Linked DNA regions of Mus musculus: region 2 is linked to region 1. Evidence: chromatin contacts called from public HiChIP or PLAC-seq data. All regions are on one chromosome and are shown on one strand. Each heading gives the region's core, a stretch centred on a gene start, on an enhancer-like site or on the middle of the called end of the contact. The rest is flanking DNA. Distances are from core to core; before and after follow the strand shown.

What was found. HiChIP or PLAC-seq counts read pairs in DNA pulled down with a chosen protein or histone mark.
Region 2: a Foxp3 HiChIP or PLAC-seq map of regulatory T cells shows a contact between it and region 1, with 13 times the contacts expected there. The contact joins two enhancer-like sites. A contact is called at or near these places in 5 of 484 Hi-C or Micro-C datasets (CD8 T cells, bone marrow-derived macrophages, nephron progenitors and 2 more), 7 of 115 datasets of contacts at active chromatin or transcription factors (bone marrow-derived macrophages, embryonic stem cells, fibro-adipogenic progenitors and 3 more) and 3 of 9 other capture datasets (adipose tissue, liver and pancreatic islet).

Annotation. Positions count from the first base shown.
Region 1 is chr13:104,301,981-104,304,680 of GRCm38.p6, forward strand. All of the region lies in intron 3 of Adamts6 (a disintegrin-like and metallopeptidase (reprolysin type) with thrombospondin type 1 motif, 6), which reads left to right. Among named protein-coding and RNA genes, the nearest start is that of Adamts6, 15 kb to the left of the region's middle. Within about 2 kb of position 1,306, at least 2 of the 459 cell types and tissues checked have an H3K27ac peak or open chromatin away from gene starts, as enhancers often do. A contact at or near this core is called in regulatory T cells, where this site is marked.
Region 2 is chr13:104,620,775-104,623,584 of GRCm38.p6, forward strand. No RefSeq gene overlaps it. Among named protein-coding and RNA genes, the nearest start is that of Cwc27, 190 kb to the right of the region's middle. Within about 2 kb of position 1,322, at least 59 of the 459 cell types and tissues checked have an H3K27ac peak or open chromatin away from gene starts, as enhancers often do. A contact at or near this core is called in regulatory T cells, where this site is marked.

The DNA.
Region 1 (2,700 bases), core at 56-2,555:
TGGGAATCTTCACTCTCTTCTATACCTATCTTTAGGTTTTGTCTTCTCATTGTGTCCTGGGTTTCCTGGATGTTTTGGGTTAGGAACTTTTTGCATTTTGCATTTTCTTTTGACTGTTGTATCAATGTTTTGCATGTTATTTTCTGCACCTGAGATTCTCTCTTCTCTTGTATTCTGTTGGTGATATTTGCATCTATAACTCCTGATCTCTTTCCTAGGTCTTCTATCTCCAAGGTTGTCTCTCTTTGTGATTTCTTAACTGTTTCTATTTCCATTTTTAGATCTACAATGGTTTTGTCCAATCTTTCACCTGTTTGACTTTGTTTTCCTGTATTTATTTAAGGGATTTTTGTATTTCCTCTTTAAGGGCTTCTTTTGTTTACTTGTTTTCTCCTGTAAGGGAGTTATTTATGTCCTTCTTAAAGTCCTCTATCATCATCAAAAGATGTGATTTTAAATCAGAGTCTTGCTTTTCCAGTGTATTGGGGTATCCAGGGCTTGCTGTGGAGGGAGAACTGGGTTCTGATGGTGCCAGGTAACCTGGGTTTCTCTTCCTTAGGTTCTTGCACTTACCTCTTGTCATCTGGTTATCTGTGGTGTTAACTGGTCTTGCTGTCTCTGGCTGTGGCTTGTCCCTCCTGTAAGCCTGTGTGTCAGCACTCCTGGGAGACCATCTTTCTCTGGGAGAAATTTGGGTATGGAGAGCTGTGGCACAAGGTCAGTTCCAGGCGCAAATGGAAACTGGAAGGATCCTGACCCAGGTTTCTGTGTCCTGATGGCTCTGAGCAGGTCCCTCTTGGGCCAGGATTTTGAGCAGAAGTGGTGGTCTCATCTGTGCTCTCAGGTGTGTCAGTACTCCTGGGTGACCAGCTCTCTCCCAGCAGGATTTGGGTATGGAGAGCTTGGCACAGGGTCCTCTTCTGCTCTCTTGACCACATTCAAGAGTTTTTTAATACTGTCACCATGCCCATTTATCTTTTTATTTTTCATTTATATCAGAATGTAGTATTTCATTAAATTCATCATTTATCCCTCATAATCTTTCTTCTGCTTGGTGGAGTTTGTTAAAAATGTATTTCACTGTTATCATTTTATTAATTCCATTTTTTACTTCTACCATATCTATATTTTTAAAACAAATATCCATTTCCTAGCTAAAATTTCTTTGTTGTCGACTTTTTTCATCCACCTTCTTGTTTTTATCATCCCCTCTGTTGTTATTTCCCTCCAAGTTGCTGACTTCCCTCTATAGAGCCTGGTGTTAGCTCTGCTGTTTATTTGTGCACTCATTTGATGTCACTGACCTTTTTTTCAGCACAAACTGAAATTTTCATGTGGTATTTCAGTATCTTTGAGATCAGTACTTGAAGATGCATGCTTGTTTTTGTTTTTATTCTGTGTATGTGTATGAGACAGGTGTGTGTGTGTGTGTGTGTGTGTGTGTGTGTGTGTGAGAGAGAGAGAGAGAGAGAGAGAGAGAGAGAGAGAGAGAGAGAGGGAGAAATAGAGCAATTACTTTTGAGGGCTCAATCTTCAGTACTACTAGGAGAGTTGAAAATGAATCACTGTGGTAAGAGTGATATCAAACTATATAAGATATATATTTTTATAATCAGTAACAGTTAACTAATATGTCATCAGTGATGATGGCACTGGAAATGCCAAAACCAAATGACAGTGTGTTATGAAGTTTAAAATTACTTAGGCCTAACAGGAAGGAGACTGAGGAAGGGAGAGAAAAGAAAGTGAAGCGAGGTTACATAGATGAAAAGAGAAAGAAGGGAGGTGGATGTATGGAGGGGTTGAGAAAAGGGAAAGACTTTAGAAAGCAGAAGAAAATAAAGAATAAAACACTTCCCTCTGCTCAAAGAGTTTAAAAATCGTAACTAGATGACTATGAAAAATGGAGTAAGAATAATTGTATAATAGAATTTAAAAGTAGTTCATAAAATAAAGTCATAATACTAGTAAATATAGAGAATGGGTAAATTATATAGGTTAAAAAAACAGAAGAAAAAGGAAAAAATTCAAAATGCAGTTGCCAAAGATAGAAAAATATAGCAACAAAATTAGCGGAATATATTAAGAAGAGTAGTGAGTGCAAATTAAAAAAAAAATGAAGTAAAATCCCGCTAAAAATCAAAGGAGGAACAAAGCAAGGGATATGGTGTAGCAGCTTTTCTTTGGGTACTCACAAATAGACTGGAGATTGTGAACTATATTCATAGAAGGATGATGGAGTCATTTGATCTCAGTCTATGGTCTTGTTCAATTTGTACTGAACATATATTGATGTCTGTCAGAGCCATCTTTACAATCACTGTTTGCTTTGCTGTCAGGTGCCTTTGTTGGCCATAGCAAGTTTTGCATTCTATAGACTGGGCTGAAACTTGGATCTTCCTGAGACTCTCTAGATTAGACCCCTTGAGTGGCTATTTCAGCTGGGTCGTATCTCCAAGTGTGTTGGGTGTATTGGAGTAACCAAAAGCACAGAGATTAGTACAAACAGATCTGCTTTCATACTTTCAAGGCCTGCTGGTGGAAGGATGATGCCATATGTATCTTATACATTCCTAAAATTTCATTCTTGGGCTCAGAAAAATGAATGACAGTCAGGGTTTTTCCTCTTCTTGTTTCTTACTTACCAGACTTGAATCTTATTTCCCTCAATAACTTGAGTTGTTTTTTTGTTTATCAAAG
Region 2 (2,810 bases), core at 72-2,571, 320 kb after region 1:
AATTTTACCATCAAAGGATAGACTGAGTTTGCCTAGGAACTCATTTCATAAAGGAGTCTTTAGGGCGATGTGACTCCTAGGAGAGCAAAGACATTAAATCAATGTTTACAGTTTGAGAGTCTCAGATCTGATAGGTGTTTCTCATTCTTTAGTTTCTGCCTTTGGACAGCAGCACCTGTCCAGGGCTGATCTTCAGGGAAGTGAAAAACAAAACCAAAGCATCACAATTAGTTGGGGGAGCTTAATAAGCAACAACAGCAACAACAAAATCAACAACAACACAACGACAGGCCCTGGACCCCTACCCAAACTTGTCCCGAGTGTGGGAAATTAATGACAATAGGATCCCTGACCCCTTCATCTCCCCAGGGTGACTGCAATACACGAACACATTTCTACTCTTACATTCTGTGTTCTTCTAGGGTGTTTGTAGGGGCTGGTATAACTTTAATTTTTTTCAAATCCTATTTTTAATGATGGTTCTTAATCAATTTAACCTCCCCTGTAGCCCACCACCCACCAGAGGTAGTATGAAAGAAAGGACAAGGGATGGGGGTAGGGCTGAGTGGATCTGTTTGGAAAGGTTCTTTGGAGCAACTCCCATCTGAGTTGTCTGAAAATTGGCAGTTCAATTCACAGGTTGGTAGCGGCAGCTTGATCCACTTGCAAACATCTCATGGATACACCAGCAATCCAGTTCAGTAGAGTCAGGTTAGCAACAGCAGTAACATGACCTAGCAGACAGCCAGGCCGAGGGACCAACAGGAACACCAGGAGACGTTCTCAGGTGTGCCTCTCCCAGGGAAGTGAAGATCAGTGAAGACTCGGGACCCACGAGCATTGCTCAGCTAGCTGTACCAGCAAGCCACGCTCTGTCTCCATCACTCCGTCCAATCCTATTTATGCCCTCCAAACATCATGTGTCCTCTGTGTGTCGTGCCTCAGCACATGCATCCAATCAGCCCAAGTCCTTGGAGTCCCGACAAGGAGAGCTCAACTATGCAATATAAGGTGGACCAATCAATACATGCAAGCCGTTAGCAAAGAATCCTTCATCACGAGTCTCTTCATGTGTTTGTTTTAGCAGAACATTCTCTTGATGTCTGCTTCAGTGAAACGTTCCTTCATGAGTCTACCTTAGTCTTTGATCTGTGTCCACTTTAGGAAAACCCTCCTTCACCTGTTTGCCCCAGCAAAACACCATCTAACACAACAGACTCTCCCAAAAACCCTTAAGTTTCCACTTCAGGGTTGGGTGGTGTGGGGGTGTGGAGAGAGAGTACAAAAATTTTGAACAGAGCTTAGTCTCTCTGAAAGGCTTTTCCTTTCACTATTTTTTGTTGTTTTGGGTTTTTTTTTGGTTCTGGGGCTTGAACCTGGGCCATTGCACACGGGAGGCAACTCTCTAGCATCGAGTGGTATTTCAAACTATGAAAAAAATTGTTTTGCTTTTCTTTTTTTTTTTTTTTTCCCTTCATTTAACAAGCAGCACGTGTTGGGAGAAAACTCTCAGTGTGTGTCTAAAGGGCACCCAACTGGTTGTGTGGGCTGATAGGCTTGGAGCTGAAAATGCTGGAGATGGCACATATGCAAAACCACAAATTCCATAAATACTCAGGATGCTCTTTAGTAAGCCAGGGCACCCATCCTGTGTGTTAGTTTTCCCGCACTATGACAAATACCTGAGGTGAATCAATTGGAGAGAGGGAAGGTTTATTTTGGCACAGGATTTCAGAAGTGTTGGTTCATGGTTACTTGGTTACACTGTTGTGGAACATGGTAGCAAGTCAGGCCATTGTGGGAGCACGGAGGCTGCTAACCTCAAAGACTGTGGAAAGGAAAAAGGAGATAATATCTCCTTCAAGAGCATACTTTCCATGACATTACTTCCTTCCACAAGGCTGATGCCCTAACCATCTACCACCTTCCTTTAGTGCTGTAGGCTAGGAACCCAGCTATGAAGAGACGGGCCTTTGGGGGACATTTAAGATCTCAACTGTGGCACCATCATGGTGCTAACTCTAATAAACTGAAATCCTTGTTTGTGTCTAAAGGTAAGCCTGATTCTTATCAAATAAGAACATTTAAAAAAATTCTGTAAATAAGTATCTAAGTCAAGGCCTGTGATCTTCAAACTTTTAGAAATCAGACCTTTAAATCACACAAGTAAACGCTTGTCCTCACTCAGCCTTTAAGGTCTGCCTATAAACAGGCTTTTCAAATTCTAATTTGTTAAGCCAAATAGGCACTGTGCAGTTTCTCATAATCTTACTGCATCTAATTATGCTTTATATTTCTTAGCTCGCACTGCATACTACATGAAAGCAGATGCCATTATAATTTACCCTTTTCACCGGCTATTCCTCCCCGATAGTGTGAATCTAGTACCGAATTGCTCTGGGAGCCAGAGCTCATGGATTTGCTTTCTCTGTACCTGCTAACTGTAGGTCTGGCAGCAGGCTCGGAATGGAGGCTTTGGGGGATCCCTCTTGGTTTCCTCCTGTGGTGGGACTGCCAGCAGCTGCTTTCCCAGGCCTTGCTGTCTGTCTCCAGCCTTGGGGTGATATGCATCTGACTCCCCTGTCTAGCCCATCACGACTTCCTGTTCTTGTTCTGTAATGTTTTTCAGATCCGCTTCTTCCTGTTGCCTTCCCAGCCTTCTGTTTCAGGCTTTAATTACCTCACATGCACCTGCACTCTCCTAAGATCAAGATCCTCTTTCCTGTCTGCAGCTTTTCCTCTCACTGTTACTCTTCCTTCTCTTCACACAGCATCTCTTCCCGAAGCATCGTCGTTTCCATCCCACACCT